Regions from separate parts of the Mus musculus genome. Here all the other regions are linked to region 1. A link is a contact called in public ChIA-PET, HiChIP or PLAC-seq, Micro-C and promoter capture Hi-C data. All regions are on one chromosome and are shown on one strand. Each heading gives the region's core, a stretch centred on a gene start, on an enhancer-like site or on the middle of the called end of the contact. The rest is flanking DNA. Distances are from core to core; before and after follow the strand shown. Region 1 holds the start of Arf4 (ADP-ribosylation factor 4). Region 2 holds the start of Anxa11 (annexin A11). Region 3 holds the start of Zcchc24 (zinc finger, CCHC domain containing 24). Region 4 holds the start of Tasor (transcription activation suppressor). Region 5 holds the start of Ccdc66 (coiled-coil domain containing 66). Region 6 overlaps Gm52095 (a long non-coding RNA gene).

Region 1 (4,360 bases), core at 1,648-4,147:
AAAAACAAAACAAAACAGTAATCTAGGAGCACAGATGTAGTTCAATGGTTATGTAGAGACCCTGATTTTGATCCCCAGAACTCCCCCACCACCACCAAAAAAAAGAAGAGCCTATTTATGAAAGAGAAGAAAACAAAACAAACCGATCATTTAGGGTGAGGCTAGGCTAGAGTACATGAACAAGGTTCCAGTCTCAAAACCATACCACAAAGTAAACACATACACACACACAGAAGCAGAGCACATGTGCACACATTTATATAGAACAATTCATTAACTAGAATTCCCAATACTCAAATGGGAAAAGTTATCATAAAAGTGATTATTAATGACAAAGTCAATCACTCATAAAGCCACAAAGACAAAAACCAAAACTCAAAACGTAGGAATTACCAGACTTCCAAACTACTGTGTTCCCAGTTCACACACAGAACCGACATTTATACTTCCTCTGACGAGTTACCATGAAAGGTGACTCTATGACTAGACTGCTTTTAAACAAGGAAAACAGTATTTCTACATTACAGTATAAAGTAAGAACAGCAAAGCGAGGGCATTCATCCCATGGCTGCCTTTCAGTTCTCAATCTGCTGGTTTACTACCTTTGCTCTTTCAAACTAATTTTATCTAGCTGGGTCGGATAATAATAAAATTAGAAAGTCAACTTTTAGAAATCATTTTTTTAAGCCAGATAGTTCTAAAGAACCTTAATTAAGCTATTAAAAAAAAAAACACTGTTTAAGAACTGCTTCTCAGTAACAGGTTTTATTGCCCAGCAGAGACCATTTAATTGGGCACAAGCATGACAAGTGTACACCTGTAATCCCAGCACTTGGCAGGCAGAGGGAGGTGGCTATCTATGAGTTTAAGATCCATCTGGTCTACAGAGCTACACAGTGAGTTCCAGGACAGCCAGGGCTATATAGAGAGACCCTGATGTCATTTTAAAACAAAAAGAATAGCAAACCTGAGTGAGTAAATACTTAAATAAAAAGAGTAAACCCAAACCGTGACTTCCACCCCTTCCGTAATCTCAGCTAGCTAAATGCTTGTCTACTTCCATTCTCTTTCAATCAGGATGGACAGGAGAGTTTCTCAAACATAGTACAGTGCTTAAACCATCATTTCACGCTTCTCCCTCCATCCCTTTAGCCATCACAAGACTCTGACAATGACAGTAACATCGACAATAAATTCTTTATTTTTCAGTAACACAATCCTGTACTGGATAATCTCTAAGAAACCCATTTATCACAGTGCAAAGTCCTCCCTTTGACTTCAGCCTTTTTCATACTGCCAATTTCTAACCAATTAAAGCTTAAATAACAGTCTGCCCTCCTAAAATAATTGTCCTTTTCATAAAGAGTATCTGCAAAACTATGAAAGAAAACATTTTCACTTAGCTTTGTGAATGGATCTCGCACAATTGTTTTTATGAATTGTAAAGAAGCTGAACAAACTAACAATAGCCAATTTGTACAGCCACGCTCTGCAGCACTACGGAAACTGAAGCGCTCCATAGGAGTGGGTGCTCAAAATAACCCTTTGCTCCTCACACTCAACAAGCGTCAACATTCAGTGTTCTCGGGGCTTTTTAAAAGGCGTCATTCAGGTCCTTGCAACTCAGCTGTGAGGTAGACTGCTGTACTAAGGAGAGGCCACTTTACAATGCCCAAGCGAAAGGCCTCCGCTGGGCAATAAAACCTGTCACAGCGAGGCAGCTTTTTAAACAAACGATTTTTTTTTTTTTTTGTAGCTCAATTGAGGTGCTTTACAACTATCCGTTTAAAAAAAAAAAAGATTTCGTCTCTAAAAGCTTTTGGATTTTATTATTATCCAGGCCAAATGGATAAGATTCGTATGAAAGAGCAAAGATAGCAAACCAAACAGGTTTAGAACTGAAAGACAGCCATGGGATAACTTTCATTTTCACAGAATAGGCTTCATAATCACGAGAAAAGAAAGTCGAATCCAGAGCAAGGCAAAGTTAAGCAAAGTGAGCTCAGAAGTCTCCGGACTTTTTTTCCGAATCTTGGGTAGCACCAAGTGTGACTTCGCCACAGTGGGCCTGGTCACTTCCTGCCCCAGGCGGCTCCTGGCCCGGGCCACATACCGATGGTTGTGTGCACAGGGCGTACACGACCAAGAAAGGGGGAGGAGGAGGAAGGCTGGAATAGGCCAGCTTCACTCTCGACCGCTGCCCACCGCCAGGGAAGTGAGGTGGAAGGAAGATTGCACCCTGAGAACGGCACCTTTAGAATGAGCTCCGCCAGTGTGAGCTAACCCTACATCTATCTCCGCTCAATCTCCCCAGGCTCTCAATTACAGCAGGAAGAGAAAGGCACGTAAAGCCAGGAGCGAGGAAATCTGGCCCAACTCTCTGGCTCAGCCTCTGTGGGAAACAAACCCCTCGCCCCTCGCCCCCATTGTTCCCCGAACGATGCTTCTTGATCGCCCTCCCCCACCGCAGCCGGAGAAGGCTGGGCGCCGGGCCACCGGCTGGCGAAGACACATGGCCTTCCCCGGCCCCGGTCCCTCACTCACCCATCAAAATGCGCATCTGCTTCTTGCCGAACAGGCGCGAGAAGAGAGAGGAGATGGTGAGGCCCATAGCGGTGGTGGCACTTGACGGTCAAAAGGAGGGGGTCTGGTGCGCCCTCGGGCCTTCACGGTTCCGGCTCACAACCGAGTGGGCGGAGGAGAAAACGCTGAAGACCTGTCTCGCTGGCTGGAGTGTCGGCGAAGCCGCGGGACAGGACGTAGCGGGACCGGGACCTGCTAGGCGTCTGGTGCGGTGGCTCCGGCGCGGCGTTAAGTGTTCGGCTGTGCCACGTCACACGGCGGCCGCGGAGACTCAGGCGGCGGCCCGCCCGCTCCAACGCGGACAGAATCGCGTCAGCGCTGCCCCACCCCCCTGCGTTGCAGGCGCCGCCCGGGCCACCGCGCCTGCGCGCAATGGGCCTGAGCCCGCTACGCCGACGTGCGAACTACCGGACGTGGAGCCCAGCGAAGACGGTTGGCACAGGCAGACGGAAGGACAGGCGGGCTCCCATGAGTCCTTGCTGCATCTCGTCCAATGGGGTTCGAGGTGAGTGGCTTCCGCCCGGATGAATAGTAGTAGTCCAAGGTTCGGGTAGGCGAGATGTGCATTGTGGGCTGAGTGGTGACGTTCTTGCTGACCTCTGGGTGACTTCTTCACGGGAGCCTCGGTGGTTTCCCACTCCCACAAATGTAATCAAATCTTGCAAGCAACCAGTAAGTTTGTCACAATGAAGGAACGAAGATGGACCCTGTTTTAATAAAAAATTTCCAGGCTGGGTAGGGACATGCGATGAGACGGATTTCATGTGAAATATCCTTAGTAGCTCGCTGCTCACAGCAAGCAGGGATAGGAGATCCAAAGACAACCCGCACAACAAAGGAAAGTCTTTACTCGCATAGACTTAATTTTATTCATTTTTTGAAAAAAACTTATAGACATCTAAAGTATCCCTCTAAGGATAAAGGGGTCTCTGATTTTTGCAGTTGGGTGAAAGTATTAGTAATTAAAGCGTGGCTGGCCTTCACAAGGGCAGCATCTGATTCTAGCTTCTCCAGAGAGAATTAAAAACAGACCTGCTGGCAGAGTAAAGGTGGAAAACTCCTAGGCATGACGCCAAGAATCATCAGAATGCTATGACGGTTTTCCATCCGCTTCCAGTACTGAGGATGGAACCCAGGATTTCAAAGCTTGCTAAGAGCGTTCTACCACTGTGGACAGTTTTCCTTTTGAGATGACAAACTGCTCTCGAATTTGTGATCCTCCTACATCACCCTCCAGAATGGCCAGGTTTCTTGGCTTGTACCACCACACCCAGTAGAGTACTAATTTTTTGAGAGGTCAACTAAAGACTGCGTTTCTGAAACAGGAACCTTGTCTGTCCTATTCATTCCTATTATTCCCAGAATAATAATGAAGAATTTACTACCGTTTTACTGGTTACAAAATACGATGTAGGGGGGAAGCAAATTATCTAAGAATGTCACCTTATAACTATTGCTAAAGTTTACCGTTAGTAGCGCCCACAATCCTACCCTTCCTAGTTAGTGTTCACCAGCTCTTAAGTATTTTCTCTAGGAAGGTACTTTTTGTTTGAGCAGTTCTCTATTTCTTAGGTTCAATGTGTGATGTCTTCTGTTCAGAAATAAGGCTTCCTATTTAATGTTATTGGCAAGAGCCCACCGTTCCTCTTGTCTGAAAGCATTAAGGAAACAGAGAACTTGGCATACTGCAAATAATGACAGGGATATGACCTATAAACTATGGTATATCCACACTCTAGGATAATATGAGGAATTAAAATAAATCAGAACTATACAC
Region 2 (4,731 bases), core at 511-3,010, 800 kb after region 1:
ATCCCAGCCCTCAGGAAGCATAGACAATCAAATCTTTGAGTTCAAGGCCAACAGAGTCTATAGAGTGAGTTCCAGAACAGTCAGGGCGACACACAAAAAAACAAACAAGAAAGGTAAAACTAGATTAACCATAGGACAGGAAAGCTCTCTCCGTGGATAAGAGTGAATACTGCTCTTGATGAGGACCAGATTTCAGACTCAGGACGTTCACAACTTGTAACTTCAGCTCCAGCGGAACTGAATATACACACACTTAACTAAAAATAATATAAATGCTTTTTTAAAAATATTAACTTGCTGGCCGGTGGCACAAACCTTTAATCCCAGCACTCAGGAGGCAGAGGTCTGTATGAGTCTTGATATTGAAGTTTGGGACCAGACTGGTCTACAAAGCAAGTTCCAGGCCAGCCAATGCTAAATTGGTAGACCTTGTTTCAAAAGCAAGCAAACAAACAAACAACAACAACCCCCACCCCAAATTAACAAGACAACAAATTAACTCACACAATCCTCACAGTGAGTCTATGAAATAAGAATTATAATTACCCTCATTTTACAGTGCAGAAATTAATGAGGTATCAGGAAGGGATGGAGGAATCCGAAGTGGACACCTGTCTTAGAGCAACAGACTGTGTGGGTGAGCTCACCTTGCTTCCCCAGCTAGAGAATCCCGAGAACAGACAAAGCCTTGGGGGAACAGCCCTGTTAATCCTCCAGGAATTCCCAACAACTGACGGAAGCAAGAAAATAATGAAGGAGAATAATGGGAGCAGGCTGAGGGTGAGCAAGACACCTGGCCCTTCCCCGCAAGGATCTGGGTCCAAGTCTAGTCATCCTTTCGACAATGACACACACCGCCATCAACAAAGTTGAACAGCCCAACCCAGGGCCGCATTTGTAGCTTTCTTCCGCAATAAGGCAGCCTCGGGGCAAGGCAGCCTCGGAGCAAGCAGGGAGCAAGCTAGTTGAATCCTGTAAAGGGATCAGACAGGTAGGCTGACACTCTAGGTGTAGGGTCTGGGAAACCCAATCTCCAAGGACGCCCACTGATTAGCCGGCGGGGAGAAAAATCTCTAAAGAGAATGTGCCCAGCATGAGTTTAGCTATTCTCCCCCAGATTTGTTTGACACCTTGTACGCCTTTAGGAGACTGGCCTGAGCCCACGGGACGTCCGGGTTGCCAAGCTCAAGCAAGCGTTCTTGAAGACTCTGGAACGAGAAGCGGGGGCAGGGGCAGAGGGATCCTAGCTGGATACGCGGTAAGGAAGACAGGCAGGCAACACGGCATCTGGCACAATCGTGCATTCTCTGGACCGCTTAGGAGCCTGCCTTATATAAACCCAGGGTGGCAGGTCCAGGAACCCGCGCCCTGCAGTTCCGGAGCAAAGTTCCCAAAGACAGCTTTCTCGGCCCGCTGGGCTCCGCTCAAGCTTCTCCCGGAAGCGCACTGAGGTAAGACCTCAGTCACCCCCAAGTTCGCACACCCTGGGACCCTGCGGTCCCAGGCTCACCTGCCCTGACCCCGTTCAACTCCGGGCCTTGTCCTCGGGGGAACATTGCACCCCACGCCACGCGCGAATACCCCTCATGCGGAAGCCGCCCGCCGGGACCCTCACGCACCTGGCACCAGGGACCGGGACACTGAGCTCGGATAGCAACTCCTTCCTACTCCCGCTTTCCTGGATCCTAACCCGAGAGTGTCTGCGCACGGTCGAAGGAGGAGCCGGCAAGGCGGAAAACTCTCCGGGCGCGGCCGCGTTTGTCGCCCCGGGGCGGAGCCGCACGAGATGGGCGGAGCCTCTCTGGAGGGGCGGGGTGCGTGGGACCACGCCCACAGGTGAGGGTTGCGCTTCAGTGGTAGCTTTGTAGGAAGCCCCGAGCTTTCCGGAGCAAAGCCGCTCTAGACCTCAGGATGAGAGGACATTCTCGCGGGTGTTTATTTTCAGGAGTTTGACAGCGAAAAAAAACTTAAAACAGTCACTGTGTACGGCAGGAGGAAACTTCACAATGGAAAAAATTACCACCTCAACCAGTGACCAGGGCCAACATCAGCAGTGGTAATTTATATTGATCTTCTGTCGTGTGGTGTCTTCCTCCTGGAGACACATGACCCCATAGTAATCGTGCAGAAATATCAGACAAGCCCCAATTGAGGAACTCAGGACTGTCCAAAACTCTCAAGGTTGTCAAAACAAGAGGAGTCTGAGAAGCTGTCACATGGAGATATGAAAACTAAGTAATGTGACATCTTGGATGGGATCCTGGGAAAAGGACACTAAGTTAAAAAAAACAATGACATCTGGACCATATATAGATTTAATAACAATGCATCAATATTGGTACATCTATTGTAGCAAAAATACTAATATGTTAATAACAGGAGAAGACCCACGTTGGTTGTTTATTTAGAAAAAGGTAGTATAGTGAGTATGATTGTGTAACATTTAAAAATAAAAATTAAGTCTCTTACTCTCCCCAGCTCACATTTAGGCACCTCCTTCCAGATGTTCAACACACTTCTACGTTTGTGTTGCTTGCTGTGCTTAAGCAAATGTATTTGTTTATAAAACAGGATTGCAGTATTTTTTTTTCCCCTCACTTTATATTCGAGTGTCCTTTCAACTGACGCCCCAGGACCAACCAGGTTCTTCGGAAGACTGCACAGGATCTCCCCCCACCCCTTACGGATTCTTCACTATCTAGCTCCCACCTGGGGTACACTTCTTTCATGGCCCACTTTTGATTTGCAAACAAGCCATTTGTCATTTGCATTTTAGGAGCCCAGTGGACTGTAAGAGCCGGAAGAAGCCTGGTTGGCAGGTGTGGTCTGCTTGCTCCAGCAGATCGGAATGAGCTAGCCTGCCAGGCTACTGCCTCACAGCGGGAAACTCAGGCTTAAGGTTTCAGAGTGAATGAATAAATAAATAAATAAATAAATAAATAAATAAATAGCAGAGGAACATGATTACTCCTAGGTATGGTGAAGGAGAAGGTTTATTGTAGAGAAAAAAGAGACATAGTCAAAGGCAGACACATCTGGGAGAATCCAGAATGGTCATGACCCAGAGCCTTGTGAGGAGAGTGGGGAGGGGAAAGGAGATGGGTGAGAGAGGAGAACCAGGTACAGCAGCTAGAAGCTAAAGGTACAAAATAAAGGGGGAGGGGTAACTAAAATCATTATATTATGTAGAGAAAAGCAGCCCTGTACCGTGGCCTGCAGAGTTGTGGGTAGAAGGCAGGTTATGCCAGCCACAGGCTGTAAGGTAAGGCAGGGTATGCCAGCCACAGGCTGTAAGGTAAGGCAGGGTATGCCAGCCACAGGCTGTAAGGTAAGGACTGAGGAATTCTGAGGGTCCAGGGTTTGAAACCTAACACAAAACATCACATAGAAAACCTCCAGGCTGGAGAGATGGCTCAGAGGTTAAGAGCACTGTCTGCTCTTCCAGAGGTCATGAGTTCAATTCCCAGCAACCACATGGTGGCTCACAAGCATTTGTAATGAGGACTAGTGCCCTCTCCTGACTTGTAGGCAGGCAGAACATTTAATAAATAGATAAATAAATCTTAAAAAAAAAAAGAAAGAAAACCAAAAGGGGATGGGGGAACACTTAATAAATAAATAAATAAATCTTTAAAAGAAAGAAAACCAAAAGGGGATGGGGGCAGGCATGGGGGCAGGCAGAAGGGCAGAAAGAACAGGGGGACATGGTGGGGACATGGGACTTGTGAAGTCTGCCACCAAACCAGCCCCAAGCCTTTCTGGACTCCAGGGAGCGACTGTTATCATACACTCTCATGGTGGGGGGGCGGGGGGGGGGTGGAGTCACCTGGCTGCAACCCCACTCCTCTGGCCCATTCTTGCACTTAACTGGTCCTCCCACAAAGGCTACGAATGTAGGCTCCTGATAGGCTGCTTTTCTCTGGGGTGGAGCCAATGCTTCTGAGAATATGAATGTAAAAATAAATCATTTAGGGCAGCGTTTCTCAACCTATGTGTCACGACTCCTCAGGGTCAAATGACTTTCACAGAAGTACCCCAAGGCGATCTGCATATCAGATATTTACATTATGATTCATAATAGTAGCAAAATTACTGTTATGACGTAGCAAAGAAAATAATTTTGTGGTTGAGGTCACCAGGACATGACACATCACCAGAGGTGATGCAGGTGGATGGGTGGGGGTGCATATCTTTAATCCCAGCACCTAGGAGGCAGAGGCAGGTAGATCTTTGAGTTCAAGACTAGCATGGACTACAACAGCGAGTTCCAGGATGACCAGGGCTGCACACAGAAACTCTGTCTTGAGGGGGGAGAAATTTGGACAAAGCATCATAGTTGGGGACAGACAAGGCTGTCCTGAGGCTCACTGGCCAGCCACTCTGGCCAAGCTCTAGGCTCAGTAAGAAAAGACTTGTCGGGATGGATCACAGGGCTCCCAATGGAGGAGCTAGAGAAAGTACCCAAGGAGCTAAAGGGATCTGCAACCCTATAGGTGGAACAACATTATGAACTAACCAGTACCCCAGAGCTCTTGACTCTAGCTGCATATATATCAAAAGATGGCCTAGTCGGCCATCACTGGAAAGAGAGGCCCATTGGACATGCAAATTTTATATGCCCCAGTACAGGGGGAACGCCAGGGCCAAAAAGGGGGAGTGGGTGGGTAGGGGAGTGGGGGTGGGTGGGTATGGGGGACTTTTGGTATAGCATTGGAAATGTAAATGAGCTAA
Region 3 (4,823 bases), core at 1,404-3,903, 870 kb after region 1:
CATGTAGCCCAGCGATATAGTAAATAATATTTAGGGGTTTCTATCTCACCTTAGATCATTTAGTTCCCAAACGAAAGACATAAGACCTTTATATTTATAATAAGCCTTAAAGTACTAGAGCGGGGCAGATACCAACCCTCTGTGGTATTTTTGTCTACTTCCCTGTGATAATCCCCAAGATAACACCTGTCCTGTTCTGCCTGGACAGCTTCTACTCCAGCAGGCTGGCCCTCAAGGCCATGGGCTCACAATCCATTTACCCTTGTGAACTTCCTTTTCTCCTCTCCCCTTCTCCCTCAATAGTCCCTGCTTCAGACCCCAAGCCTGGGAACTGAGGCCCCGCCCACCTCTCTTCTGCCTAGCTACAGGCTACAGGCATCTTTATTAACCAATCACTGATAGTAATAGATGTTTAATTCACATCAGCAGCAGGCATTCCACAGTACCTGCTCCAGTGTTCTAGGTTCCCGGATGAAACACACACACACACACACACACACACACACACACACACACACACACACAGCCTTATAGTTTAATATGCCTCAAACAGCTCAATGGCTGGGCCACCCCCAAACTTCCGTGTGCCTAAAACCTGCCTCCTCCGATATTCCTGAGTTATTACTTACTAAAATCTATATTCCATCTTTGATGCCCTAGACCCAATGCGGGGCCCCTCTGGAGCCACTCTTATGTGATTGATATGCTCTCTCTTCTATACCTCTCAGGCTTACTCTTTTCCCAGCCTGGTGGTTTTAAATCATCTTCCTTGGTCCCCTTGCCCGAAAATCCTAAAGTCCCTCCTCTGTTTCCCTGCCCAACCATTGGCAACTTTAATTTCCAATCAGAACCAACTTGGGGCAGGGACCCTCAACATTTTACATGCGTATTCTCCTGCAATTTTGGGAACCCATTTAACACAATACAAGCGTCAGACCAAATTCACAACACTTGGGGCAGGGGGGCAAGGTTTTTACAGCAAAAGATGGTATGCAAGAGGATCTGCTCACCTTGAAGCAACCAGAACTTGGGGTACAGATTTTAGCATTTGAATACACAACAGCACAGGACCAACCCACTACAGCCCAGGCTAGCATCAAGCTCACTACATCTGGCTTAGAGATAAGTCTTGAATGAAGAAGCATATTGGGATTTTATTAGCATACGTGTTGTCATTTGAATTAGTAACTGCCAATTGTTTGATAGGCAAACTGGTTCAAAACAGGGAGATCAAAGGGTCTCTCAATTGGTGACACAGGCTAGCTCTCTGTCACACTGAAAGCTGTTGAATTCAAGCATCTACAGATGTGCTGAGGTGTCCTGGCTTGGTGACTGGTTGGGGGACAAAGGACCTTCCTGAAACAGCTTCTATTTACTGAATCTATTTTTCCACTCAACAGCTACCCAGTATGAATATAATCATTCCCATAGTACAGAGAACACAGGCTGGTTGGCAGAGGGGAGGTGGCTCATCAGAAGTCCATTTACTGGCATTTTAACACCAGGCTGAATGGCTTCAGGGCCAAATGAGGTGAAGGTGACTTGAGTCCCCATAGGGCAGTCAGTTCCTCTGAGTTGGCACTGAGAGGTTGGACCTGGTTCTTGGGTCCCAGGATATGGGGCAGCACACACCATTCTGGGACTGTGAGGTGAATGAAGGCCTCAGGATCTGGGAAGCCACTGGCTAATGCGGGCTCCTCCAGGAAAATGTGGGTTTCCGAGATCTTGTAGGCCAGGGTCCTGGAACCCCTTCAAGACACTAGGGAGAGCTGACGCTGGACCCAGGGAGCAGAAGAGGAGAGAAAAGCCAGCCTGGAGTAGAAACAGGAGAAGTGGAAGAGATGGGAGGGGGTGTAAGGGGGGAGGAGAAGGGGAGCCCTTCCTTGGGCAGGAACCTGGGGCCCCCCTCAGCGCAGGCTGTCCGCAAAACGATTCTGCAGATGGAAGGAATTAAGTGGGAGGGGGAGGGTCCTATGGTGATAGCGCGAGGAGTGTGTGTGTGTGTGTGTGTGTGTGTGTGTGTGTGTGTGTGAGTGTGTGTGTGTGTGTGTGAGTGTGTGTGTGTGTGTGTGTGTGTGTGTGTGTGTGTGTGTGTGTTTGAGGGAAGCGAGGGAGACAGAAGGAAGCTTCAAACGAGACACGTTTAAAGTGTCGTTAGAGAACATCGAGACAGTCACAGAAACACAATCGGACTAACAGCAAGAGGAGGGACTGGGAGAAGGAAAAGCTGCAAACGCCTAATTAACTAGAGAGCTCCTGGGAAGTGATGGGAACCAGCATACAGTAGAACCAACTGAATGTTTGGGCCCAATTGATTCTGAGCTCCTAGGCTGGGGAGCTGAGCTGACCCCGGGGCGGAGGGGGGAAATTCGGGAGGGGCCGCTCCTGGTGTGGGGGTCGGCGGCGTGCTACATGTGCGGACCCGCCTTCTTTCTTGTCTTGCCCCTCCCCCACATTCATATTCAATAAGACAACCAATGGGGGAGCGAGGATAGGACCGAACTGGCCGGGGTGGGGCGGGGTCTCTGTGGACCCCACCCTAGGAGCGGTCCCCGGAGGGGTCAGCGCAGAGGCAGATAGCGGATCCCCGGGCGAGGCGGGGCTGGCAGCAGGCGGGGCGGGGCCAAAAGTTTCCTGCCCAACTTTCTCTGCCTCTTTCCTCCGCCCGTGCGCGCCCACTGCTGCAGTTCGGGGAGGCGGCGGCGGCGGCGGGCGGCTGCGGGCAACGCGCGGGGCGCGGGACGCGGGGCGGATAGCCGTCGGGGCCGGGGCGGCTGGCAGTGGGCACAGGCTCCCCGGTGCCCGCCCCTCCGCCGGGAGGGGGGCGCGAGCGGGCGGCCGGGGAGGGGCCGGCACCGCCACGGCAAAATGAGCCTGCTGTCTGCCATCGACACGAGCGCCGCCTCGGTGTACCAGCCAGCCCAGCTACTCAACTGGGTCTACCTGTCGCTTCAGGACACACACCAGGCTAGTGCCTTCGATGCCTTCCGGCCCGAGCCTCCCGCCGGCGCCGCGCCCCCGGAGCTGGCCTTCGGCAAGGGCCGCCCGGAGCAGCTGGGTTCTCCCCTGCACTCCAGTTATCTTAACAGCGTCTTCCAGCTGCAGCGCGGAGAGGTGGGTGCCCCAGCGCGCGCCAGCCCGGCGCTCACTGTTTCAGGCCCCTCTTCTATCTGTTCCGCTCTTCCTGGCATGGCCCAAGCCGGCCCCGCATTGCCCAGTTCGGCTTGGCTTGACTTCGATCAGCTCTGCCAAATTTGCCGCCCGAAGTCCCTGGGGCACCAGGAGCGCGTCACCTCCCGGCAGAGCCTCCCGGAGCAGCTCAGGCCTGGGCAGGGCCCTCCCGCCCCCTCTCCGAGTTTGGAGCCCTGCTCCTAGTAAGCAGGCTCAAGGGTGTCTCCGGATTCTCTGCAGACTGCCGGGGTGCGGCTAGGGCGGGGAGCCCCTTCCTAGTCTTTCCTTCGCCCAACCTTATGAACTTTTCTGGCTGCCATTCTCTGGGACGGAGGATTGCAGAACCTGCTCTGAACTCTGAAAGGGCCTAAAAGAATCCTCCCACCGACCTCCATAGTTCTTAACCTGGAGGGCTCCCTGGAAAGTAGTTGCTCTTCCAGGGGCTTTTTCTCCTGTTCCCACCACTTGGGAACCCCTAGATCCACCCTGCAGCTGCTTGCCCTCCCCCAGGCACATAGGAAGTGGTTTCTGAGGGCTTGACCTAGCAGACTGTTCTGTCCCCTGCCTTCCCAGGCTGGAAGGAAATGAAAGGGAAATCCTTGGGGGGCGGGGGGGGGAGGGTTAGGCTGTGGCGATGGGAGGGCTCCAGCTGCCTAGTGCCTTCTCCCAAAACCTGGGATGTGTTGCAAAGGCTGCCTGCTCAATGGATTCGGTTACAAAGTCTACTGGACAGTGCATGTTACCAGCTAGATAAATACACAGGTGGCCGTGACCTCCCAGCCTCCTTTGCGGGTCTTATCCAGAGCCTTCCCAGAATCCATCTACTAATGGCACCCCACATCCGTTTGCTCCATTTTGGAAATTGCCAATACCCTCTGTGCCTTTCCCTTGCCCCCTGTGGTTTCCCTCTGCTAAAAGACGCAGGAGGTAGAGGGACACACACGGGGTCACTTTCACCTCTGACCCAGAGGTCATTGCGAGTGAGGCCTGTATATGCTGGAGTGTGCTGGGGTTGAGATGTGGCGTCAGGAGATCACCCTTTCTGGTCTCAGGTATGTGTTCAACACTGCCATGGTTTACGGGAAGACTCACAGACATGTGAAAGGCCAGCACTCCCAAGGCTGCCCTGCTGCCCTATGGAATAGAAGCTGTGCAGGAGGTCTGGGTATGGGGGCAAGACTGGAAAGGTGCCTGCAGAGCCCGGGGTGGGAGTGGGGGTGGGGGTGGGGGAAAGCACTTACATGCCAAGGCTCTTTATAAACCATAACACATGCTCTCTGCCCTGCGGAATGGTTCCTGGCTGGGATCTTCTTTCTTGTAACAATGTGTTGTCTCTTGGGGAGCTGACTTTAGGTGACCAAAGGCTTTGGAGAACTGTTTGTGGAGTATTTCTTTACTGGCTGGGTGTTTTCCATTATTAATTCTCTTAGCAAATATTTGTTGAGTTCTACACAGGACAGGGGTGAGGAGCCTGGGGCTGGGGGGGGCAGGGGGGAGCATAGACAATACGTGTGTGAGAGGAAGGTGAGTGATGGAGTGTTCTCATGGCTCATAGTTGGATAGAGGTGCACTCAGGGAACATCTTTCATCTAGGGAGATGACTGTGACCCAGAGGTCCCATGACCCAGCAGGGTCCCTAAGGAGCCTTTACT
Region 4 (4,467 bases), core at 1,098-3,597, 790 kb before region 1:
CACCTGTAATTCCACCTAGCAGGAAGGCTGAGACAGGAGCATTTCAAGTCGAAGGGCTGAACAACTTAAGGAGATTCTATTATTTGGTTTTTGTAAAGTTTTGATTTGACCCTATTATGTACTATTTGAACAACTGCTGCCTGATTTACAGTAAGATATTAAGAATTATTTTCAGTAAAAATTTAAAAAAACCCTACCATGTTTTTCTAACTACAACCTCCCTTACAATTGAGAAAGTAAAAATCATATCCCTAGGCAAAATGGAAACTATCTCATTTCCCCCAAGGAATACATCAGACTCCACGGAAAAAGCAGCTAAGGTTTATACTCCCTAATTCCCTGTGCCACTTTTAGTATGTTCAAGGGCAGTCATTTTAGAGCAACTTCTGGATTTGGCTTATGAAATTTAAGAAGTACATACTACCTTACTAAATTTTCAAACAGAATCCTAAAGGACTCTAAGCCAGTTTTCTGGTCCCTTTTTAAAGTCTTGTTTTAATGATTTGTTCAAAGCCTTAGTCATTTAAAATCCAAAATAGGATGTCAAAAAGGTTTGATACAGCTTGAAACTGTTAAGCCCTTACTACATTATGAGGCCCTACTTAAAAGTACTTCTCACCTTTTCTACCAACTGGCGGTTGGGGATGAGTATCTAACTTTTCTTGTATCAGCACAGCCATACACACCTTAACGACATCAAGTGAATTCACTGTCTTGCCCTACACCCTAAAGTATTACATCATTTAAAGAGTATTTCTAGAAACATTCACTTCAGCCGGCAAAGATCAACTTCATCCTTCTCTGCATGGTTTCTCATGCTATTTCCTTCGCTTTGTCATCCATTTAGAAAGGAACTTTCTTTATACTTTCATAATCTCAGTTGTGCAGAGAGTTGGTTACCCAGATGCACGGTTCCAATCAAGATTCTAAATCTTCAGATATTCAAATGACAAAAAAAAAAGATTTGGGAAATAAACAATTAAAAAAAAAAACACGCAGTAAGAAGGTAAGTGTTTAAGTCAAATCCAGAAAATTCCAAATTATCGGACAGTCAAAACCTACTCTAAGAAAAAAAAAAGTGTACGTTTTACAATATGGCACTAAGATCTCAAAAAGTAAGCAACCCAACTGTTCCTATAATCGTTTAAGAAAAGTCATTCTAGGCTTGGAAGTTATACAGAAGAACCTACGTAAGCTAATGCTTTTCCAAAAAAAAAAAAAAAAAAACTACATGGAAATGAAGTGTGATGGAAAACTGCATGGAGCGCATATACTAATGGAGAGTTTTCTAAATAGAAGACGCTGACATCGAGCACATTTCAAGTAGACACACAGAGCTGAAGAATTTCCACAGTGAGAAACACTTGTCCTTAGAACGCAGTGGCCTTGGAGAAAGCCTCAGAATCCATGGCCACAGGCTACTTCCACAAGCAGACTTCTCAGAAGCATCTTTAGGAGGCCACCATCAGCTTCTCTGCCTTCGGGGCTTGGGGGAAAAGAGGGGCACCGAGCACCATCTTTCCGCTCGGGGAGCCGCAGCCTTATGGAAACGCTTCAAACCTGAGCTACTTCCAACTTCCACGGGGAGAGGGGGAGCGGCGGAGCGTGGTTCCACCCTATCCTCTCGCACCAAGGGCGGCTGGGCGGCCGTGGCCGTGAGCGGAGAGGCTGCTGGCGCTTGCGTGCGTGTTTACGTGTCTCGGATGGGTGTGGGGAGAGGAGACAGAGAGGTCTTAATGAAAAAGATGGAGGGGGAGGGAAGCGAGAGAGGGGGTGGGAGGAAGGGGAGGCACCACCTTTCTTTTCTCTGCTCTTCCTGGGGATCTGAAAACTCCGCCTAAAAGGCCTTTCCGGCTCTTCGGCGCCTTTGGGCAGAGCGGCCGCGGCCGCTTCGGAGGTTTGCTGAGGCTGCTCGTGGCCGTAGCTCCGGGCGGCTTCAGCTGCCGCGGTCTCCTCAGGCCCCGCGCCGCCGCCGCCGTCGCCGCCGCCATTTTGTAGGGAGGACTCAAGCTCCGGAAGCGCTGGCTTCATCCCGTCGTCTCCGCCGCCGCCGCCGCGGCTTTTCCAGCTCGCGTCCGTCGAAGGGGCCTCCGTCTCCGCGGCAGTCGCCATCGCGCGGGCGTGAGGCGCTCCAGGGAGCTTCCGCCCACAAGGTCGACGGGCGTAGGGGAGGAAGGGCGGCGGGCCAGGCCGCCGAGGTCTCGGCCCACCCGGCCCCTCCGCCCCCGGGGACCGCACTCCAGCCACAGAGACGCCTCTTAACCGCCACCGCGGCCCTAAGCGTGCCTCTCGCCCCGGGAGCTGCTCCGGATTCGGGCGGCTTTTCAACCGGCCCTGGCTACCCAACGTGCTCGCGTCGGGCCCGGGAGGGGGCGGGGCCTCGGCGGACCCGCTCTACCAATAGAAATGCAGAGCCCGCCTCCGCGACTGCAGAGAGACCGTTCCAGGAGGGCGGAGCCTCGCGATGCCGAGCCCGCCAAAAGAGGAGAGTGCCACGCCCGGGGAAAGCGTCGACGCCATCGCTTCAGAGTGAGGGCTTGGGCTTGGCAGCATTCTGCGGATTCCTGGGCCCTGCCCTCTCCGCACTGCGTTTGACGGAGGCAAGCCCAGAGGACGTCTTTCGGACAGTACTCTTGCAAGTAAGCACCTTCTTTCCTCCGGAGGTCTGTGGACCAAACCCGGCACATAATTGGCTGATCCTGGTCGTGTGATCGGTCTGCTCTGAGCTGATCTTCCAAAGGACCAGAATTCGAGCTCCAGCCGACATAGGACAACTCAACCAGCAGTTAGTCACTTCAAAGAATCCAAGTCCTTTTCTGGCCTCGGAGGGCACTAGGTATACGTGTGGTGCTCTATCATAAATGCAGGCAAGCCACCTATATGCATAAAGACTATAAACAAACAATAAGAAAGGCAGTGAAGAGAGATAAGAAAATGGCCTCCAGTGATAAGCAGGGTGATAACATCCTATTCCATCCAGACTTTCTGCTTTCCCAGTAGATCACGAGCACTGGTCGTACTCCAGACCAAAGCACTACATAAGCAAACATTCAATATTTGGGATTCTTCCGCACAATTTACAACCTAATGATGGGAGGCACGAATGCTCGCACACCTAGAAGAATGTTCGACCACCTAGAAGAAAACAATTTGATAGTGAAATGAAGGGAGGGCCTTTCAATAGTTTCTTTCTAGGTAAGGGGTTCTGAGTTACCATCTGTATAGACACATTCTCACAACAGATACCAAGTAGATGCTTTTGCACAATTTAAATGTTGAAATTTAGGCAAATTGAGATGACAAAAGCCAGGTCTAATTTCATCCAAAGTATTTATACAGCCTAAGGCCTAGTTTTCAAGCAGCTCCGGCCCAATAATGCATTTGATGAAGAAACACGGGATACTTTTTACTCAAGATCTCTAAGCAACAGCAGCAGGACGCCCAGGTCTTTGTCCCCCAACACCTCAATATTACTGAAGGAATTGTTAGGCCAAGATAATAAACTGCAAAAGAGCCACAGCCTCTGTCAAGTGATTGGTACTTGAAGAGCTCTCCAAGAGCAGCAGAGGATCTGGGATAAGCATCCATTGTTTGGCATCGTGTGTAGTGTAAAACCTGCACCTCTGTGAACCAAATCAAGGAAAAGTGTATGTAAATCAGTTATTAGTAAACAGGGTAGGTGCTTGGGATTTAGCTGAGTTCACGGAGATTGCCTAACATATACAAAGTCCAGGTTTTAATCTACCAGCACCAAATGAACTGAGCATGGTGGCACACCCCTGGGAAGGTAGAAGCAAGAGAGAAATTCAAGGTCATCCTGGGCTACCTGGGGATTAGAGGCTAAGGTAAAAAGTACATTTTAAAACTTTCCTTTTTTGAATGGTGAAAGAAAAGGGAAGGTTTAGAAAAACTCCTACACTATTTTAGTCACTTTTTCATACTGGGGAGGATGAGCTTGATGGCACATACCTATTCCCAGCCCTCAGGGGGAAGAGGTAAGAGGAGTTATACATGTCCAAGGTCAGCCTGGACTACACAGTAAGACCCCTGTATCAAATAAAATAAAACAGGAGAGGGCCAAGAATGTAGCCCAAGTTGAGACTTTGAGTTTGCCCCTAGAATTCTGGCAGCACAAAAATAGATAGACAGGTGGGTAGATAGATGATAGATACATAAGATAGATAGACAGACAGATACAGACAGGCAGAAAGAGTTAGGAAAAGGAGCATGCTTTCTTTACCTGATGTGAAAGAAGATCAAAACCTAACACTTTGCAGACCTTACATGGTAACTTTCTTTTTTCTAAATGTTCATCTTTATCAAATTAAAAGTTACCTGGGAATTAATTAGATAGTGGTGCTCTCATTTAATAATCCACTCATCAAAAGCCAGTTTTCCTTGGAAGAAGACTATGTATAGACAGCCAGAGTTTGATAGGAAAGAATTTTTTTCCATTGGTATTCTGCC
Region 5 (4,353 bases), core at 181-2,680, 870 kb before region 1:
AGGATTCCAACGGTGTGTGTGGCATGATGGGGAATTGCCCAGTCTTTGAGGATTTCTGTTGCATAGGACTAGACTATCCTCCAAGCCCAGCTACCACCATCTTCAGGATGCTTAAATGGGCCTGTCTGCATAAGATAGCACTCCCTGATAGCAGGACTGGATAGGGAGGTTCGTGGGACTCCCTCCTGAGCATCCCTCTCAGCCAACCAAATCCAATACTGCTGTAATGACACGTGGGCTCTGGGAACTCAAGGGGAGCAGATGCCCAGCTATCACATCCAGCCGTGAGCTTGAGCTTGTCGCCAGCCTTGCTAAGTGCAGACTTTACATTTACTTTCGGATTGCCCAAACTCCTGAAAACCCTCCTGCATGCTCCGGAAGTGACCCTAATAATGTCTCTACTATTGGGATCCTAGGAGGAGGGAGGTAGACATTGCCTTCTTTTATTATTATTATTATTACTAATAATAATAATAATTTATTTATTTGGTTCTTTTGAGACAGGGTTTCTCTGTATAGCTCTGGCTGTCCTGGAACTCACTTTTAGACCAGGCTGGCCTCGAACTCAGAAATCTGCCTGCCTCTGCTTCCTGAGTGCTGGGATTAGAGGTGTGCGCCACCACGCCCGGCTGACATTGCCTTCTTACACTTTACCCTCAGCAGCTTCTTTATGGAAGTGACATTTGTTTATTTTTATGTGGGGATTAGTGGGGGTGGGGATGGGGGTAGGGATGGTGGTGTCTTGGAACTCACTCTGAAACAGGCTGCCGAGGGTGCGCCCTCCCCGACTCCAGTCTGACACCAGGATTGATATAGCTGCAGGAGGCTTAGCCCCCTGACGTGAGTACTGGGATTCTCTGGAAGAGCAACAAGTGGAATTTTGGGCTGAGTCTAAAAGCGTCAGCTGGGGTTATACACATATTCACATTAGATATAAGATCTGTAGTATAATTGTTAAGTGGTCAGTGACCCAGGCAAGTCCTTTTGCCTCTTCGTGCCTCAGAGATAGCACTGCTAACGACGGATATACGAGTTTGGTCCACACTGTGACTGTTGCTGCAGTATTTAAAGAACTTCAGCCTGTAAGGTGTGGGAAGCACGAAGAGACAGAGACATATACTCTGTGTCCTAGGCGTCACAAGTCCTTCAACTAAATAAACCTCTCCTCCAAATATAAAAGAGAATGGTTACATCTGTTGTTTCTGCCTATTTGGAAACCTCCATTAGAGCCAAGGCGGCTCCCCAAGGTTGGCGGTGATCACGAAGAAACCGCAGACGCCCCCGGAGAGGGATCTAGAGTCCGGGGAGGCCGGCATCAACGAACGGACCCGCCAGCATGTCCCACTGTGATTGGCTCGGCTGGCCCCCGGCAACCAATCAGCATAGCGTTTGTTGAGCAGCGGCAGCAAGCTGGGTACACAAGTGACCTGAGCGAGCTGCGGGTGGGCGGCGGGGCCATGAACCTGGGGTAAGCCGGCGGGGACTCGCTGGGCTGTAACTTTCAGCCGGCGCGTGGCGGCGGGCGGGGTTCCGGGTCCAGCGCGGACCGTGGTGTTGGAGCGCCCCGGAGGGGAGATGGCGCCCCAGAGGGCGAGATGCTCGGGGAGCTACGGCTGCCCCGTACTGAGCTGGAGCATCCTCAGCTGGGGCTGGACCGAGTCTGGGGTGCGGTCTTCATCTTCAGAAGTTCATCGTTTTAGGAAAACCAGCCACCAGACCTAGACGTAACCGCGCATCCAGAAGCTGAATGTTAGGTTCTCTTCTGGGAGTTTAGAAATCAATGAGGCAGCCTGCCCCGTAAGCTTGCGGGGCGGTAGTATAGAGACTTAGCAACTTCAGATTCATTCAAGAGGTTGCCTTCTAACGTACCCATGAGCTGTTTGTAGTCCTGCAACGGGGTGGCCTCTGACAACCTATATCTCCCAGATTGTTTCCTTTTACAAACGCAGGCACTTTGATTCTCGCTACCAAAGCAACTCTGAGTTTAAAGTTGCTAGTCAACCTGCTCGCCCTTAATTTCTTGGTTTGGTATTTTCTCTTTGACGTTGTCGTCATTACTGTTCATAGACACATAACGCCCACCCCGTTCCCACCCCACCCCCGTAAGACTGTGTAATACTGTGTGTAGAATCCCATCAGAATTTTGTTGACTTTAATAGACAACGTAAGTTTTGCTGGTAGTGTTTACCGTTTCTTTATGGTGGCGCTTTTGACATGTAAAGTGTCATATTAGCCAAAGTTTATTGTTTATTTATTAAGATAGTAATAGAGTCACTAAAGCAATCGTGTAGTATATGAAATAGTCCAAGTTGTGTGGAATTCTGTATTTAAGCAGCCGTCACATTGGTGACCATTTTAGCCATCTTTCAGTCGCGTCTATTCCTCCTTGGAATCTGTCAGTCATGAAATTGTTAAAAACAAAACAAAACAAAAAACGCATAAATAGCTTATCTATGTCTTGTACCTGGCTAAGGAGTTCTGGTAGCAGCATGGGACTTTTGGTATAGAGCTGCAGGTTAAAGGATGCTGCAATAACTGGGTTGCTTTATTTCTTACCAGTAACAAAAACCAGGTTTCAGGTTAAACATGACACATGCTGGCCTCACTGAAAAGTTGTAAGAAAGTCTTTTGTATTTTTTTCCCTCTTAGGTTAAAAAAAATGTGTATGTATGAACACATATATACACATACTTTTTAAATACTTATTTTAATTTTATGTGAATGGGTATCGTGCCTGCATGTAAGTCTGTGGGCCACTTGTGCTGGTGCCCTTGGTGACCCGAGGGGCCTTTACAGACACTTGTTAACTGCAATGTTGGTTCTGCTTGCCAAGAATAGACAGTGCTCCTCACTGCTGAGCTGTCTCTCCAGCCTTGAAAACAATATTTTAAAATTTAAAGACTACTTTGAGGGAGGTTCAGGCAGGTGAATCAGGAATTCAAAGCCAGCCTGGTCAACCAGCCTGGTCTACATACATAGTGAGTTTGAGGGCAGCTTGGGCTATGTGAATTAAAAGAAACAACCAACCAAAACCCCTGCTTTGATGGTCATGTGATTCCTGTATACATTCAAAGGTATAGGTTTACTTTCAAGGTTCATATAAATATCCCTGGCTGCTATTTAGTGAAAGTTGTTAAATTAAACTTGTCAAAACAATTTTCTTTTATATTGCAGAGATGGTTTAAAGCTTGAAACTGAATTACTGGATGGAAAAACCAAGTTAATACTGTCCCCATATGGTATGCTGTGTTTTTGGACGTCGAAAATGTTTGTATGTAGACTATGTGGTAGTTTAATAGATGTTTGTTTTGCTTGTATAGTTAAATGACACTTGGAAAAAGCCTCTTTTTAATGTCTACAAATTGATATTTATCCAAGTAAAGTCAGATTGTGACAGTGATCACTATTGTCTATGTTGGTTCATAAAATATATTTCATGTGTAATGTTTTTGGTGTTACCATACCTTGTTGCCTAATAAGTAATACAGGTAGAGTTCAGATAATTCTTAAAGATTTATTTATTTATTTTATGCATGTGAGTATACTGTAGCTGTACAGATGGTTATGAGCCTTCATGTGGTTATTGGGAATTGAATTTTAGGACCTCTGCTCGCTCCAGTCAGCCCCGCTCACTCTGGTTGGTCAGTTCCACTCGCTCAGTCCCTGCTTGCTCCAGCCCAAAGTTTTATTATTATACATAAGTACACTGTAGCTGTCTTCAGACGCACCAGAAGAGGGCGGCAGATATCATTACGGGTGGTTGTGAGCCACCATGTGGTTGCTGGGATTTGAACTCAGGACCTTCTTAAGATCAGTCAGTGCTCTTACCCACTGAGCCATCTCGTCAGCCCTGAGTTCAGATAATTATGTTGTGTGAGAAAGTTAAATTTATATAGTACAACTACAGTTGCTAAAGTCTTTTTTAAAATCATTAGTTTTTAGATTCAGTACAGTTTTTTAGTCTTCTCCGTCAATTACTTGCCTGATCACCACCACCATTTGTTTATTGTCTTTCCTTGGAAAGACTATTGAAATAAAAGTGAAATGGGAGTGAATATTTGAACCACCACATTGAAAAAGTGGGAATACTCAGGTGGGACTTGCGGTTAATGCTTTTGGGATAGTAATTTTATCCTAACATCTTAATTCGTTCTTAGCATTTTCTTTTATCACTGCCTTAATATGTTTTGGGTTTTATAGTTTAGTAATTTTATTTTCTTTTGTAGAGCATAAATCAAAAGTTTCTGTGAAGGTAAGCCAAGTGATTTTGACCCTACCTGTTTTCACGTGAAAAATGCATCTTTCCATTGGTTTTACTTATTGAGTCACAGCCTCTCCGTTGGACTCCGTGCA
Region 6 (4,631 bases), core at 564-3,063, 770 kb before region 1:
GATGAGTGTGGAAAACACAGTGAGACCCTTTCTCCAAAGGAAATACACACACACACACACACACACACACTCCCTAGCGCAACCCGATGAACAACAACAACAACAACAAAATTCCTGATTCTCTTTATTGAGAAGGCTCCTAAAAGTATGTACACATATATCAAAACTAAAGAGGCTCCCGCCCAAGGGTTCACCTTTGCTTTTTCTTTTAGCATGTACTAAGCAATGGGTTCCTCTGTGGCAAGAATTTTGTGTGTATGCCAATGTGCTGGCCCATGAGAAGTCCAGAGGGTGACATCAGGTTGGCTGCCTTCCTCTGCTGTTCGCCACCTGAACTTTCAAAGCAGGACCTCTCATTTGGTCTAAACTTCCACATGTCGGCTAGACTGGCTGGCAAGTGAGCCCTTGGGGTCCGCTCATTTGCAAACCCCCTCCCCAGGTGCTGAGGTACAGACACATGCTCTCACATGCTCACCTCCCGAGTGCTAGGATTTTCCATGGATGCTGCGGATCTGAACTCAAGTCCTGATGCTTGTACGGCAAGCCCTTTAAGACCGAGCCAACTCTCCCTGTCCCTCATTGTGACATTTCTTCAAATACAGGTGTATGTGTATACGTGTGTGTGTGTGTGTGTGTGTGTGTGCAAGTGGAGGCCAGAGAACAACCCTGGGTGTCATCCCCGGGCACACTCTCCACCTTCCCTGACACAGTCTCTGATTAACCAATTAGGTGGGCTCCAAGGATCCCCCTATCTCCTCCATCTTCCCAGTCTGGAACTACAAGATCATGCCATGTCACCTTGCAAGTGTAGTGTATTCTGAGGATCACATTAAGTCTCCATGCTTGCAAGACAGGTACTTTACCAATGGAATATCTTCCCTGCTCCCTTGTATTCATACATGAATATAATGTACTTTGGTCATATTCATACTGTTACCCTTTTGGGTCCCCTTCCCCATCACATTCTGTATCTCAAATATTCCCCCCACCATGTATGTATGTTATGACAGGGTCTCATGCAACAACTTTACAATGTAGAATCACATGGGAAAAGGGAACCTTAATTGAAGAACAGCTTTGATCAGATTGACCTGTGGCCATGTTTATGGTAAATTGTGTTCACTGATAATTAGTGGGGGGCAGGGAGACCCAAGCCCACTATGGGTGGCACCATTCCCTTTGGCAGGGAGATACATTAAAAAGAAAAAGAAAAAGCTGGCTGAGCATAAATCAGTGAGTGGACCAGTAAAGATCATTCTTCCATGGTTTGTTTCAGTTCCTGCCTTGACTTTCCTTGATGGGACTGTAACCTGAAACTGTAAGTAGAAATAAACCCTTTCCTCTCCAAGTTGCTTTCGGTCATGGTATTTATCACAGCAACAAAGGAAACTAGGCTACCCCTTGATAAACCGCTCTGTCTAGGTAGGCCTGTTGCTGACTGGGAGAACCACCAACATTCCTGAAGAAAAAAGGTGTGATGTAAGGAGCAGTGACATTGTTAAAACTGTCTGCCTACACAGACTTGAGGGGTAGTGACCTCTTCTCAAGGTGGCCTTGCTCATGTGGGGCTTCTGATCCTGATGACGTTAAGATCCCTATAGACAGCTCTGGGTTTGGGGAACTGTCTTCCAATTCTGCATGTCCATTCTCTAGAACCAGGTGGTGCTCTAGATTTGGGGAAGTAAAAAAAAAAAAAAAAATGGGTGCATAGAGAACATAAAGTTGAACAGGCTGCTCACCGAGATGGGCTGTAGCATCCTGTAACAACCACGAAGTTTGCATTCTTAGCAGCTGGAGACTTCTGGCAATGGAAACTAAAGCAGTCAGTGGCAGTGACCACAAGCCAGAAACTGAAACCACACTCTAATTCTGCACAAGATTGCCAGCCCCGGCTGTTTTCATTGTGTCTTGACTACAAGGATTACATCTAGTTGCATGTACTATAACAGCCTCAGAGCAGACTGAAGCCCATGTAGCCTGCCGCCACTTGTACTAACTCTCAAAATGTCAGCACCAACAACTAACCTTCTAGCAAAGATACAGCGCCTAGAGTCAACAAGCCAATGCCACTCTAGAAACAAAATGTGGAGACTGTCCAAAATGTCTCTGAAGCATGGGCAAAGGGAGACCAGAGAACAAAGCAGACGGGTTTTCTTTTTCTTTCACTTTCTCCCTTCCTTTCTTCCTTCCTCCCCTTCCTCACTCCCTTCCTTCCTTCTTTCTTTTTTTCTTTTTTTGTTTGTTTTTCGAGACAGGGTTTCTCTGTGTAGCCCTGGCTGTCCTGGAACTCGATCTGTAGACCAGGCTGGCCTCGAACTCAGAAATCCACCTGCCTCTGCCTCCCGAGTGCTGGGATTAAAAGCGTGCGTCACCACGCCCGGCTCCTTCCTTCCTTTCTTTTTCATTTTGTGTGTGTGTGTGATATTTAACTATGTAGCTGACTGACCTGGTACTATCTAGCCCAGGCTAGCCATCAAATTAAAACAATTCTCTTGCTTCAACCTCTACGGTGCTGGGATTGCAGACAGAAAACTTGATATTTTTTCCCTTGAGAAAAACAAAACTGGACTTACCATCTATGTGAACGCTGTGCCAAATCTAGGAGTGGACAGTGTGTTAAAGGATATGGCAGACACATAAAGACAAAACTCGTCATTAACCTTACCGGACTAACATGCTGTTGGAAATGCTTGCTAAGATCTTTAACCTGTCCCGTCTTTCTATAGACAAAACAAGAGCCCTACTCTGTCAGAGAAATAAAACCATTTCAGTGAACAAGCAGACTAAAATTCCAGCGTAACTTAAAAATGAAACTTCCCTTCGCCCTTCCTTTTCCTTGTTGTTTCAAGATATGATCACACTATGCAGTCCCAGCTGGCCTGGAACTTGCTATACAGAGTAAGCTGACCTTGAACTTCAGGAGATCCTCCTGTCTCTGCGTCTTAAGGGCTGGAGTTACAGGTGTGCACCACTACCCCTGTTAGCTTCAAGTTCACCGTCAGTCACTTGTGTCCGCAGTGAGATGCAATGCTTCTTTTCTGTCACAGCTCTGACTAAGCTTTGTATAGGGCATAGATAAAGGTGAGTGAAGGGGCGAGGGGTGGCAAGATGGCTAAAATGGGGAGAGGTGCTTGCTGCTAATGCCAAGCCGGATGACCTGAGTTCCGTCCTCAAAACTCATACAGTGAAAGGAGAGAACTAAATACTCAGGTTGTCTTCAGACCTCCACTCAAGTGTGGCAGTACCTGTGTACTTACGTGCATGCCTCACACACACATACACTAAGTACACACAAGTGAATAAATGGTGTACACTAAGTATACATGGTAAAAGAAATCAGAGCAGAATGCTTGAGAAAACAGAAATGTATGTTCTGTAACAGCTTTGCTCCATCAGTCGCACTATTTATTTCCGCAAGTAGTATTTGGAAACCACATGTAAAATTTCAGAAAGAAACTCTTGCCTTTCCAGAGGACAACCTGAGACTTGATGATGGCTGAGCACACACTGTACACAGGAGGAAAAGGTGTTTTTAATGCAATTTATTTGAAATGCTTCCAGAAAAGTTTAAGGCCATTATACAAAAGTATTCATTTCACCAAAACATCCGTCCACTCTCTTCCCACAGGCTGACAGACCTTGACTCACTGGCCACCGTGGCCAGCGGCTCTACAGAGAACAGTTGAAGCTTTCTCCATCATCCAGTGTCCTGTCTCAGCTTTCCACTGTGTCTGCCTGGAGCAGGTTTGTTTATTCAGCAACTTGGGAAACAAAATGGTTTTAAATAAACTTGTAATAGAAAAAAATTCACCACTGTTAAAATCTATAAATACAGAAATATGCTTTACAGGGTAGAACTGATCATAATATGTCTTGAAAAATAACCATGTCATATACCTGTTTTTCTATTGGTTGCTCTTGTCTCACAGCTTCTTTGAATGCACATGACCCATGTGTACAGTAAAGGGACAACTTTGTATTTTGCTGCTTCCTTTTCTGTAAACTTGATGCAGAAATTAACAACAACAAAAAACTTTTTTGGCAATAATTTAGAATCATTACTACTAGTGCTGGTGTGGGTATAATTTTGTACAAATCCCCTAAGTATTTACACTTGCAAGAAGCTGTTTAGTTTGTGAACATTTTATTTTCCTCATGGTGTGTGTTTGTTTGTTTGTTTGTTTGTTTGAACCCATCCTTGCTCTGTAAATCAAGGCTGGAACAAAGAAGTTTCCAGTTTGGCTAGCTGATCCTAGATAATGAGAGCTAATGAAACTGGCCTCAAGAGGAATTAACCACCAGTCTGACTGTAGCTCAAGAACCAGAGCCTGAAAGCAGAGCAGGAAATCCTGAGACCGCCCGGAGTAACTTCAGTTTCCGTGGTTTGCACAGGAGGCTTCAGTGACAGTGACCCGCTTCTCACCCCCAAGTCCTTCTCTCTTGTTTGTAAACAGAGTCCCAGGTGCAGTCACAGTCTTCCACTAGAAAAGAGGAGTGGCCGAGGTGGATGAAACATAAGGTTGATGGGGTCCTATAACCTTGGCAGATCTTCTCGGGCCCCTGGCAATCTCTGTTGTCGTAGGCTAGAAATGGCTTTTCTAATGGCAAGCCACTGGCGATGACAAACACTT

The links. Promoter capture Hi-C pulls out the DNA fragments that hold promoters and counts their contacts. A called contact is a pair of places that touch in the nucleus more often than the background predicts. ChIA-PET counts read pairs in DNA pulled down with a chosen protein or histone mark. HiChIP or PLAC-seq counts read pairs in DNA pulled down with a chosen protein or histone mark.
Region 2: an H3K4me3 HiChIP or PLAC-seq map of the SCID.adh cell line shows a contact between it and region 1, with 9 read pairs. The contact joins the promoter of Anxa11 here to the promoter of Arf4 in region 1. A contact is called at or near these places in 6 of 115 datasets of contacts at active chromatin or transcription factors (the SCID.adh cell line, epiblast stem cells, extraembryonic endoderm stem cells and 3 more).
Region 3: a contact with region 1 is called in a Micro-C map of embryonic stem cells, with 7 times the contacts expected there. The contact joins the promoter of Zcchc24 here to the promoter of Arf4 in region 1. A contact is called at or near these places in 2 of 39 promoter capture datasets (liver and neural stem cells), 1 of 484 Hi-C or Micro-C datasets (embryonic stem cells) and 1 of 115 datasets of contacts at active chromatin or transcription factors (microglia).
Region 4: a contact with region 1 is called in an H3K4me3 HiChIP or PLAC-seq map of bone marrow-derived macrophages, with 7 times the contacts expected there. The contact joins the promoter of Tasor here to the promoter of Arf4 in region 1. A contact is called at or near these places in 9 of 39 promoter capture datasets (the 3T3-L1 cell line, the C10 cell line, cranial neural crest and 4 more), 2 of 484 Hi-C or Micro-C datasets (CD4 T cells and muscle stem cells), 4 of 115 datasets of contacts at active chromatin or transcription factors (astrocytes, bone marrow-derived macrophages, memory CD8 T cells and 1 more) and 2 of 9 other capture datasets (adipose tissue and liver).
Region 5: a contact with region 1 is called in a promoter capture Hi-C map of pre-B cells, with 2.8 times the contacts expected there. The contact joins the promoter of Ccdc66 here to the promoter of Arf4 in region 1. A contact is called at or near these places in 4 of 39 promoter capture datasets (cranial neural crest, hippocampal neurons, liver and 1 more), 1 of 484 Hi-C or Micro-C datasets (pre-B cells), 5 of 115 datasets of contacts at active chromatin or transcription factors (astrocytes, bone marrow-derived macrophages, cardiomyocytes and 2 more) and 1 of 9 other capture datasets (liver).
Region 6: a contact with region 1 is called in an RNA polymerase II ChIA-PET map of memory CD8 T cells, with 49 read pairs. The contact joins the enhancer-like site here to the promoter of Arf4 in region 1. A contact is called at or near these places in 3 of 39 promoter capture datasets (the C10 cell line, cranial neural crest and pre-B cells), 1 of 484 Hi-C or Micro-C datasets (pre-B cells), 2 of 115 datasets of contacts at active chromatin or transcription factors (bone marrow-derived macrophages and memory CD8 T cells) and 2 of 9 other capture datasets (adipose tissue and liver).

The regions. Positions count from the first base shown.
Region 1 is chr14:26,636,671-26,641,030 of GRCm38.p6, reverse strand. Arf4 (ADP-ribosylation factor 4) reads right to left here and starts at 2,897. Exons shown (of 6, transcript NM_007479.4): 1 at 2,545-2,897. The coding sequence starts at 2,611.
Region 2 is chr14:25,839,184-25,843,914 of GRCm38.p6, reverse strand. It overlaps Anxa11 (annexin A11), which reads right to left and starts at 1,760. Exons shown (of 15, transcript NM_013469.2): 1 at 1,620-1,760.
Region 3 is chr14:25,766,902-25,771,724 of GRCm38.p6, reverse strand. Zcchc24 (zinc finger, CCHC domain containing 24) reads left to right here and starts at 2,653. Exons shown (of 4, transcript NM_001101433.2): 1 at 2,653-3,114. The coding sequence starts at 2,869.
Region 4 is chr14:27,426,714-27,431,180 of GRCm38.p6, reverse strand. Tasor (transcription activation suppressor) reads right to left here and starts at 2,347. Exons shown (of 24, transcript NM_001114879.2): 1 at 1,797-2,347. The coding sequence starts at 2,112. It overlaps Gm52095 (a long non-coding RNA gene), which reads left to right and starts at 2,554. Exons shown (of 4, transcript XR_003951011.1): 1 at 2,554-2,639.
Region 5 is chr14:27,505,537-27,509,889 of GRCm38.p6, reverse strand. Ccdc66 (coiled-coil domain containing 66) reads left to right here and starts at 1,430. Exons shown (of 18, transcript NM_177111.3): 1 at 1,430-1,468; 2 at 3,175-3,239; 3 at 4,227-4,252. The coding sequence starts at 1,458.
Region 6 is chr14:27,402,808-27,407,438 of GRCm38.p6, reverse strand. It overlaps Gm52095 (a long non-coding RNA gene), which reads left to right. Exons shown (of 4, transcript XR_003951011.1): 4 at 1,277-1,557. Arhgef3 (Rho guanine nucleotide exchange factor (GEF) 3) reads right to left here. Exons shown (of 10, transcript NM_001289687.1): 10 at 3,528-4,631. Among named protein-coding and RNA genes, the nearest start is that of Gm34702, 4.8 kb to the right of the region's middle. Within about 2 kb of position 1,813, at least 103 of the 459 cell types and tissues checked have an H3K27ac peak or open chromatin away from gene starts, as enhancers often do. A contact at or near this core is called in adipose tissue, bone marrow-derived macrophages, liver and 2 more, where this site is marked.